Regions from separate parts of the Zea mays genome. Here all the other regions are linked to region 2. Evidence: chromatin contacts called from public Hi-C data. All regions are on one chromosome and are shown on one strand. Each heading gives the region's core, a stretch centred on a gene start, on an enhancer-like site or on the middle of the called end of the contact. The rest is flanking DNA. Distances are from core to core; before and after follow the strand shown.

Region 1 (3,428 bases), core at 220-2,719, 320 kb after region 2:
TTGGATTCCGCCCCAGATTGTCCTTGCACAGAGAAGAAATTGCATGTGTTATACGAGATGAATATATATCATGCAGGACTAGAATTTTTATACTCACATGAGTATAGAACTGCGCAGGGTCAACTGGAGGGAATAACGGAGGCAGTGGAGCAAAACCATATGCGGCACCAAGGCTCTCTATGTAACGAAACATCTCCGCCATCCTCTGCTGATCTGCCAAGTGGGCCTTCCGCTCCGCTATCATCCTCGACTCCATCTCCTGCTGTTCCCTCCTCTCTTCTTCTAGCTGGGCATGTAATATTTCAACCCAATTTTATAATAACTCAAAGAAAAGGTATATAACTCAAGGAATGACGAGTTACAAAAGCACTAACCTAGAGTTGCTGTATGCGACTATACGATGATTCGAGCTGTCCTTCCGAGGTCATATGGTTAGGCTCGAGCTCGTGCTCCTTCTCGCACCTAAGACAGAGTGAGAGTGGACGACGAGTCGATTGTCCCGTCGGCAATCCAGTACCACCCATGACTTATTTTACACGAAAAATTGTTAGACCATAGCCTTATTTCTTTATATATATATTCAAAAATTTTAAATACTGATTAGAGCCACTAATCAATACTAAATAGTTCTTTTAACGGATAGTGCGATTGACACTAACAAAAATAGTGTCTTCAATTATTTATTGTGCATTGTCCAGGTACTAAAGGCAATTTTACCATTATTATTAAAGGATTCTTTCTATATTAGTAGTAGTAGTATATCCATGCTAGAATCTGGATCTGAAATCTAAATGGATGCCGAATTTGCACTACTGCAAGTAGCATGGCAGACGACGAGCAAGTGACCACAACCTATCTGTCTCTGGTAGTCTGGTCCCGGCGTCCAACACGTGGTGTCGAGATGCTCTGCATCTGCCAAGCCCCCTGCCCCCATTCCCAGCTGACGAGCTGCTCAACAAGTCTACCACTGTAATGTCTGAAACCCAGAACCAGAAGCCAGGGCCAGCTGCAGCTCCATAACTAACTAGTGGGCGAAAAAATTTACAAGTACTACTGCTAGTACTGGTTCATGTCTATCCATCTATCTATCAACCTATTTTTCATTTCTACTCATCATGTGGGTGTATCCGTGTATAATGCACTCCACAGGCCACAGCCTCTCGATCGCTTAGCTGTCTCTAGCTGTCTGCTGCCTCGCCGCCCCCTCCTCCTCTCATCATGTGATCTCCCTCGTCTCCATCCACCCTTGCTCCTCTCCTACTTGCCACCCTTTTTCTCCAGTAATAAATCAAAACAAACAAATGGACCCTCCCTAGGTACCTAGCTAGCTACCTAACTAACTAACTTTGCACAGATACCTAATTACTGTACCTTTGGATAACTAATCATAAGGCTAGGGAGCTAGCTACATGCATCGTCACCAAATCCACAGCAATGCAACAAAGCACCAACAGCTCACATGGTAGTAGTCAATCTCAGCGTTAGTACAAATCTTAGCTCAAGAGTCATGAAACAATGCCAGTACAAAGGTTAGCTAGGAGCAGTTCGTTTTGCCTACTAGGAAACAAATATGAAATTATTGCCCTAGACATGGTAGTAGAGTACTCCTACTAAGAGCAGTCTCAACCCAAGAGTTTTTATAGGCTCCACATCATCTAGAAACTACTGTTAGACACTAACTCTCCAATGCAAATCAATATTATTTAACTGACTTTAATACTCATCTTCGTGTTGAAACCAAGTCTTATGCAAGATCCAGTTTCTTAATCTTTCTTCATTTAATTGCTTGCTATATCATTGCTTGCCATATCATCTTTTAATATCTATGCAACAGCTGAATTAATGCTATAAAAACTGGATGACGTGTAGGGTTGGGACTGTGCTCTAAACCACCTAACCTACCAGATCTCTTGGATCTTGATATGCATAGCCCTAAACACATGCGTGATGCTGCAAGACAAACAGCCTCTAAAGGCTGTCACCAAAGCATGCAGATGCAGATGCAGTCTCTATCACGAACTAATGCATTGCAAGTGCACTGTGATTTGCCCCACCACCGCCAGGCCCCCCATGCATGTGCACCTATGCATCTCCACCTACACTGCGTTCTTGCAACCAATAACCATATACATACACACACACTAATAACTATATACATACATCTCCAACACAGCTAGCAAAGGCAGCAGTCGAGCACTCCACCATCCAGCTTCGCATCCCGCAAGTTCCCAGTCAGCCGAGCAGCCAGCGGCGGTGCCAAGAAGGCCGAGCTGCGAGCTCCACTCCCCACACCTCAGAAGAAAAAGGTGATGGCGCAACTGCCGCCGCGGGCGCCGAGCGCCGCGCCGCAGGACCACTGGCCGCCGGCGGCGGGGGAGTTCCTGGGCTTCGCCGCGGCCAGGCGCGGCGCGCACCGCCGCTCCGCGAGCGACTCGGCCGCGTTCCTCGAGGCCGTGCCCATTGACGACGACGTCGTCATTGGCGGCGGCGGCGGCGGCGGCGACGACTTCGACCGCCTCGACCACGACCAGCTCCTGTCCATGTTCTCCGACGTCGACGTCTCCGTCTCCGTCTCCGTCTCCGGCAGCGCCGGGGAGAGGGCGCAGCTCATGGACGCGGGGGGTGCGGGTGCGGACGACGGGGTGGCGGACTCGTCGCCGGCTGCCGCGGACGGCGTCGCTGAGCCCAAAAGGGTCAAGAGGTTAGTTGCGACTTGCAGCTTGCCTAGTGGGGTGGTGAGTGGTGGCTCCGCTAGTACATTTTAAGTAACCATCTTTTTCGACTACCGATCCGATCTACCATGGTGAAACAGTAGTTTTTTTTTTATTTATTCAATCAAGGTTCCTACTTTTGGAGGACTGCGGTCTCAGGACTACGATAGTGCCTTTAATTTGCCATTTTTTCTGTTCGTCTCTTAGATTAACATTTCAAATTAGAATAGCCGCAGACCGCTGCATTACAATTTACTTATGGAGCCCCCAGTAATAGTTAAGTCAGCTTTCAAGCTTCCTAGAGAAAGAAAGAGAGAGATAAAGGAAAGTGTGAGGTTAGCTTTCACCATATATTGAACTTTCAAATTTTTTTGCTCTTAAAATTTGCATTTATTTTCGACCGTACATACTACATAGTGCAGATTTATTCGTGATGTCTCCACAGCGAACATCGATTATGGAAGTTTCACGTAGTTTATTTGCACTAAGTCTTTGAAGCAGGAACAAATGGATTCGCTTGGATACTTGCCAATCTGTTTTTATATATATTGAAATGAAGGAACATAAACATGTTTTTGATCCACATCCACATGTATCACTCGTGCTTAGTTTCTTAATTAATAAATAGTCATAGCTCATACGTAACATAGCTGACTGAGTAGCGATCGATCGTTTTCTGTTCCTTGGGTTTCAGGATATTGGCAAACAGGCAGTCGG
Region 2 (3,879 bases), core at 534-3,033:
TACAAGAATAGCTCATCTTTTAAATACATATTAATGTTATTTGGACAGGCCGTCTTTTAAATTCATATAAATGTTATTTGGATGCTTGTGAAGTTAATGGTCATGTGCGGACCAAGATCCATGACTCTCCATGAATTGTTTTCATGCATCCAGCGAGTAAAGTTATAGCTACTATGATAAGGTAGACTGACAGAGAATCCACCAAGATGTTATATATGTATGTGTGTGTACACACACAGCTCCCATGAACATCTATTTCTTGCTACCTAGGGCAAATAGAACAAAATTACCCAGCAACGTTCCTTTTTACAGATCTAGTATCGACAATAACTTTATGATCCAAGTACAACCATAAATAGCGCCCTATCCTTCTCGATGATAACATCACACATATAAGAGATACATTAGAATCTATCAGAAGATCATTTGACACCATAAGTTCATAAGACATACCTGTTAATGTTCATATAATTTAGTAAGGGATAGACCAAATAAAATACATGTTAGCCTTTACTGATCATCACATAAGTCATAACTCATAACCATGCTCTTTTTCGCTCTGTTTGCATAGTGAAGCCACAATGTTTGTTCGGACCAACACAGGCTTGACAATAATTCAAATCCTTCTCAGGAGGCAACAACCATGGCCCAAGAATTTATCACCCGCATTGATCCGGTCCATCTGAAATGCAATGAAATGGCAAGGCAACAATTTGACTAAATGGCAAGGCAACAATTTGACTAGATGGCAAGAGCTAGCTTCCAGCTTCCCATGTGGTCCCTTCCATCGGGCAGGCCAACAAAGATCAATCAACAAACTACAGGCTACTGGCTAGTTTTTAGACGAGAAGACGGGCTAGTGTATAGATCAGACCAAAGCATATTAAACACATCTGCCCTATACCCTATTATTGCCGGTTGATCTGAGCAAGCCCAAGCGAACAGAATTAGTAACGATTTACCAGTTTCACCCAGATGCCAAGCAACTAGTTGCAACCAGGCTGAACTGTGAATCTGTGATGAGCTCAATAGATAATAGTTTATGGATGTAAAGTATGGGGACCATACTCGAGATACCAAATCCCTCAGCCTCTGCACTTCCTCGCGAGTCTCCGCCTCGAACCGCCGCGACTCCGTCTGGAACTCCTCCATGTCCTTCCTCTTGGCCTCGTAGAAGCGGTCCCAGCCTTGTTCCCTCCTCTCAGCCTCCTCGATCTCACCCCTTACCGAGCTGCGCGCCCGATTAGAGCATGCAGATTAACCAAAAACGAAATGCCCTGAGTTGTTTCAGGGTGGAGGGAGAGAAAGTGAGATGGGCTGCCTTTTGGCTACCTGAGGTCGCGGGCGACAAGGAGGCGGCGCGCGCGGGCGGCGTCGATGTCGGCGCGGGCGGCGAGGGCGCGGAAGGCGAGGTCGGCGGCGCGGCGCTCGAGGAGGAGACGGCGGCACTCGAGTCGGCGCGTGGCGGCGAGCTTGGCCGAGAGAATACGGGACTTGGCGGCCTGGGTCTCCTTCTCCGCCTGCGCATCAAGGCAAGGGGAGGAAAGGGGCGCCGCGGTGAGGCCACGGAGTCAGGGTTTGGAGGGTTTCGGGGAGGAGGCAGATGAAGGAATTCGAGATGAGGAGGGGAGCGTCGTAGGAGACGTTGAGGAGGGCGAGGCGTTGGTTGCGGGCGTCCTCCATCTGCCGGACGCGTTCCTCGAAGGCGGCGGAGAGCTCCATCGTGGCGGGCTGGCGGCCGTCAGCGGAGGTGAGCGGTGGTTTGGGTTTGATTGGGCGGGAAATGTTCGCGGCTTGACCGTCTGGACAGAAACGGACGCTCACGATCAGAGACTGTCTACATACAACTTTTATTTTAAATAATATCTCTATCAACAATTCTAAGACTTTTCTATCTCTACAACTAAAAAACCTTCAAGAGAATTTCTATTTCTTTTCTAATTATCTATTTTCATTTTAAATAATTATCAAATTTTGAATGCTCTAGAGATAATAATTAATGGCTAAAATTAGTTAGCGACATCTAAACTCTAGCTAATAATTCAGTTATTAGCTATTTTTAGTAAATTAGCTACTAGTTATTTTTCCCATTCATGAGTGAGGTAGAAATATTGATTTTTCTTTGTAATAACAGCATGGAGACATCTTAGACCAGCTATTACTAAGACGCGTATTTTTGCTATTATAAACCACATTCTAAGCGGCTTCGACATAATAGTCGCAACAATTTGTGATTAGTTAGGTCATGTTTGGTTTCTTTAGTTTAGGGACTAAAATTTAGTCCATAACATTTTTGGTTTTAGAGGCTAAAAATACTAAGAATATACTAAATGACTCATAAGAAGACTAAAATGACTCTTAACATTCTCCTGCTATTAGTATAATTGAACTAAATGAGGGGTAAATGTGTAATTAATATGATTTAGTCCATTTTAGCACATATGTGAAGGACTAAAGACTAAATCATTTTAGTCCATATTTTAGTCCTAGTGTTTGACAAAAAAGGGACTAAATGAGACTAAAAACTAGAGACTAATCTTTAGTCCCTCTAACCAAACACCCCCTTAAAATGACCCTTTCTACCGTGTTCAACCGTCACAATAGAATTATTAGGCAACTTAAAACAGAGCAGGGGCAAAATGGTCTGTTCACGTGGCTAAAAACATAAAAGAGAAAAAATAGTTTAAATTGACTAATAATTCTATTGTAACGGTTGAACGCGGTAGAAAAGACTGTTTTATCGAATTCCAAATTGTAGGGACTATTACGTAGAAGCCGCTTGGAATGAAATTTATAATAGCAAAAAAAAAAAGCTCTACTAAAACACCCGCTCTGCATCGCTAAACTCTTTGAAATGCTTTGTTTGAGATTTGCCATTGGTGCCGAAAAAGGGGAACAAGAGTAAGTCATGATGTCCTCCCTAACATGACCTTGTTTAGATTTGTTGACAATCAAACCCCTGCTGGCCTGTAGGCTGCATAAAGACAATCCTTTCTAGACATTTCATCTCAGGATGTTTCTCATAGTTCTGAATCACAAGCTTTCATTTTATGCCATGATACTGCATTAGTGGTTAATTCCCCATTACTGGTGTTTTTATTGTCTCACCTTTATTTAGTTATCTAAAAAATTACTAATGGAATTAACTAGCAAACTATTAACTAATTTACTAAAAATAGTTAATAGTTAAACTATTAGTTAGGTTGTTTGTATGTCTCCAACTAATTTTAAACACTAACTATTAGCTCTAATGCATTCAAACACCCCGTAAGTTCGGTTTGTGGAGATTCTATTGTTTTATCAAATAAAAGAAAAAAAAACAGGAAACCGCCTCGCATAACTTTTGCATGAGATAGCAGCTTATGCAAGAACAGATATTTATACAATGTCAGAAATGATCAGAACAATTTGTAAAACGGTATTCCTCTTCATATCTCCACATGCATATCTCGATTTACAATCTGCTGCTTTTGCCAGATTGGAGGACTTGAATCCTCTATTGTTACGTTAGGTTAATTCAATGTTATTCTGGTTTTACATCTGAAGAAGGAATAGGTGGTCACCATCTCGTATAACACTAATGTCATCTATCTCAGCATAGTCTCCACTGAATAGTTTTGTAGGGCGGAGACCCGGAAACTTCTGGCCTGAAAATGTTAGAAAAAAACTATTATAAATTCCTGTGTGCATCTCCTAGCTGCATGCTATCAAATATGCATAACCAAATCATGATCAAAATCTCCAAACTTTTCCTTACATCCAATTTCGAAGATCTCGTCCAGTGAACCAGGCAGGTTGATAAGCTTCCCGTTCTGTACTAAAGAACCTGCTGCATTACGAGGATATGTGTGAATTGTGACCCTTTTGTTGGATGATTTT
Region 3 (3,380 bases), core at 321-2,820, 270 kb before region 2:
CAACATTTCACTTCTCAAGCGAATGGAAAGGCGAAAAAAGGTCGCCTAGATGCTGTAATCAGCCATCACATGATCAAGAGGAAAATGCTTTCGGCAAAAGAACCACAGGACTCACTCGCCCGCAGTTGGAGAACACTTCAGCGAGCTTCTGCTCGGTCACCTGCAAAGCAGTAACAAGAAGATAATGTGACAGCGATGACACAGAATCGGCGCTGCAAAAGGCCACCACAGCTGTCTAGTTAAGCTCACATACATGTTGATCAATGTCGGACACGTAGACGGTCCGCCGCACGCTGTCCTCCCTATCACCCCGCCGGGGCCGGCCTCCGGCCCCCCTCCGCCTCCCGTGGTTGAAGCTGTTCCTCCTCTGATGCCAATCACGAGGGCAAAGTCAATTTGTCGTCGTACCACCAGAATTATTAAATGAACACATTTTTTTTGTTCTGGAAGTTGTGAAAGAGCTAAACGGGAGGCCCACGGAGACGAATAGTTGGCATCAAGCACAGTGCCCATCGCTATCACATGGATCCACGTATCAAGTTCTTGGCAATTGCCGTAGTACCACTAGCACCGACCATTCGTCGATATCTGGTTAGCAGGTTTGCACCCATCAAATTGTTTCTTAAGAAACAAACAAGATGGAGCCGTCGACTCTCTCCCTTATAAAGGGAGGGGTTCTTTGTATCATATTTGTAATATATAAGATGATTCCGCAAATGATTTAGAGGAGAATCATAAAAACAGAACGAAATTATAAACCCTCCCTCGCTGCTCGGAGACTTGATTTTTCAAGAGATAAAACAAGAGGGGGGGAAAAGCGACAGGAAAAGGAAGAAGAAAGAAGGAAGTGATCAACCCAAATCTTCCAGCGATCACAGGAAGGAGGGAAAGGTCAGACAAATACCAAAACCTCCCAAATCGAGACGTGTTAGATAGAGCCGTAAAAGACGCAAAATTAACAGCTCACAGACCCGGCGATTCGGTTGGTGGCGACTGCCGCCGCCGCCGCCGTTGCTGGATCCGTCGCTGCTGGAGTCCCTGCCCCCGCCGCCAACGACGACTTTGCCGCCGCCGCCGCCGCCGCCTATCTCCAGGTGCCCGCCGGCAGCGCCGTAGTACTCGGCGGCGGACACGAACACGGGCGCGTCGGCTGAGAGCACCCTTCCTCCCGCCGGCTTCGCCGCCGCCACGGCGGCTGGGGCCGTGCGGCGCGACGACGGCACGAACTCCTGCGCGCAGGGGTTAAGCTTGGACATGAGGTTCTCCAGCTTCTTCAGGTCGCTCTTGTACACCTTCTCCTCCTCCTCCTCCTCCTCCTCCGTTTCTCCCGCCGTAGCTGCCGCATCACCCTTCATCTCCGCCTCCACTTCGCCCTCGGCCTCCGCCTCCGCCTCCGACGTCACCGCGGCCTTAGCCTCGATCGGAATCGGGGACTCCGCGGACGCCGGCACAACCTCCACTGCCACCATTATTGCCTCTTCACGCACTTAACTGGAACGAGATGATATCAAAAGCTCAAAACACGATTAATTGTTTTTTGTTCTCCTTGTTGGATTGGTGTGCGTTAGCCTTGTTGTTGGTGGTGATAGTGATGCAAGAGGGAGGGAGGGGGGGGGGGGGGGGGGGGGGGGGGGGGGGGGAGTGAAGAGGAGGTAGGAGGAGAGGTCGAGAACTGCAGATACGGCGGGGGGCAAGGGAAACGATGGGAAATAAAAAGGGGAGAGTGAAGCCGTTTTGAGAGGGTAGTTGGCGAGAGAGAATCGGTCAGAGGCGTGGAGTGGAGGAGAGGCACGTCACGGCCTTGTTCCCATCCACTTGGTCTTGGCGCAGGCAGTCCACGCCTCTCCCGGATCTCCTGTGTCTAAATTTAGGACGGCGATCCCTCTTTGATCTCAGGAATCTGCATTACAGCAGCAACAGTCTGTCTTTGACTGCCTGCGGCTGCATCTCCTCCTCACCACGCCACCTGCATTCTTGGGTGTGCATGTGTGTCTAAATTCTGGATATTTTTTAGTTCAAGGAAAATATGTTTTACATGCATGTCATTTGTTATTCTGGATATTTATGACCAAATTTCGATAAATAATATAATTATGGAAACTGATCTTATGTTTACAGAGACTCTGTGTTCATATGGGCACTTACCTCCAAATGTGTGTCCGTTAGCAATCCAAACGGGACGGCTAATTTTCGCTTACCTCCTATGGTATTAGAGCACTAGAGCGGAGATGGGAGGGAGTAAATGTTGCTAATATTTTATAATAAATAAACTATCTAAACTTTAAAAAAAATCATCAACTCTTTTTTGAACGGAAATAGAACTATCTATAAAAACCAAATATCTTATAATCTAAATCAATTATTTTAAAACAGGAAGAGAACTAAAATGTTTGGCCCCCTAACCCTCTCGTGTGTGCATGTGTGTGTATATAGGGGGGATAGATGATGTATGAATTATAGTTTTTCGTTGATTAAAATAAAATAATTTATTAAAAAAAGTCGACGTGCTCTGTAAAATATCAAATCTGTCGCTAATAATAAAATTTACAAATTTCAACTAAAGTTGTCATCGTGTACACGACGAATTTGATATGTACCTGTGCTAGTTAACAAATTTTCATGGATCTTCAAGGTTACTTGATTTTTTTTTGAATTCTCTTAAAATTTTGTTAGCCATCTCATAAATACTAGAGTCATTATATAAAAGTTGAATCTCATCAACCAGACATTCATTATTATATCGTCTTTATTATTTTGGTATTGTTAATATACCATAACTTTAGTTTAATATATTAATTAGCTAGAAAATAGACTCATGAAACTGAATAATTTACTAAAAAACTAAAAATTTATTTCATGTCGAGTGTTTAAATTTGATAATATTATACGATATTTTGTTCACCATGAATTAGCTAACCCCTTATATCGTGCCAATCACTCCCGGGAGAGTCGTGCTGTGAGATTGCTACAGAGTACAGAGTTTATGGACGCAGCCAATCTGTGGTCGTCAAATTGAGCACGTGAGTGAAAGGGCAACACAACAGCAGGGAAATCTTTTTTTTTCATTTTCAGAAGAAGACTCTGGGCTGTTGTGGGACACGAAAACGTGAACAGAGCAGGAACATACTGGAAACCCGATCTCAGGCGGGGTTTAAAATAAAATAAAATATCATATAATATATCAACCAATCGCTGTCCTATGGGCCCGCCGCCCGCGTATTTTACTGCATTCCGTAGAACAGGCGCGGTATGAACAGCGGAAGCAGTTTACCTGCTATTCTTGATCCAACAGACGATTAGGGAGCACCTCCTGATAATAAATAAAATAATTAATTTAAACGGTCTTTGGTTTCTCTAAACTAAAGTTTAGTCTATGTTAT

What was found. Hi-C and Micro-C count contacts between places; a contact is called where the count stands out from the background.
Region 1: a Hi-C map of ear shows a contact between it and region 2, with 4 times the contacts expected there. The contact joins the promoter of LOC103654746 here to the promoter of LOC100277894 in region 2. A contact is called at or near these places in 4 of 25 Hi-C or Micro-C datasets (ear, leaf and tassel).
Region 3: a Hi-C map of tassel shows a contact between it and region 2, with 2.0 times the contacts expected there. The contact joins the promoter of LOC100191644 here to the promoter of LOC100277894 in region 2. A contact is called at or near these places in 3 of 25 Hi-C or Micro-C datasets (ear, leaf and tassel).

What each region holds. Positions count from the first base shown.
Region 1 is chr4:235,036,726-235,040,153 of Zm-B73-REFERENCE-NAM-5.0, reverse strand. It overlaps LOC103654746 (basic leucine zipper 19), which reads left to right and starts at 1,469. Exons shown (of 4, transcript XM_008681571.4): 1 at 1,469-2,701; 2 at 3,406-3,428. The coding sequence starts at 2,310.
Region 2 is chr4:235,357,218-235,361,096 of Zm-B73-REFERENCE-NAM-5.0, reverse strand. LOC100277894 reads right to left here and starts at 1,783. Exons shown (of 4, transcript NM_001361302.1): 1 at 1,645-1,783; 2 at 1,333-1,520; 3 at 1,069-1,222. The coding sequence starts at 1,722. LOC542145 (potassium channel 3) reads right to left here. Exons shown (of 11, transcript NM_001111770.3): 10 at 3,758-3,879; 11 at 3,517-3,647. The coding sequence ends at 3,535.
Region 3 is chr4:235,628,317-235,631,696 of Zm-B73-REFERENCE-NAM-5.0, reverse strand. LOC100191644 reads right to left here and starts at 1,570. Exons shown (of 10, transcript NM_001137073.1): 1 at 972-1,570; 2 at 254-367; 3 at 116-160. The coding sequence starts at 1,469.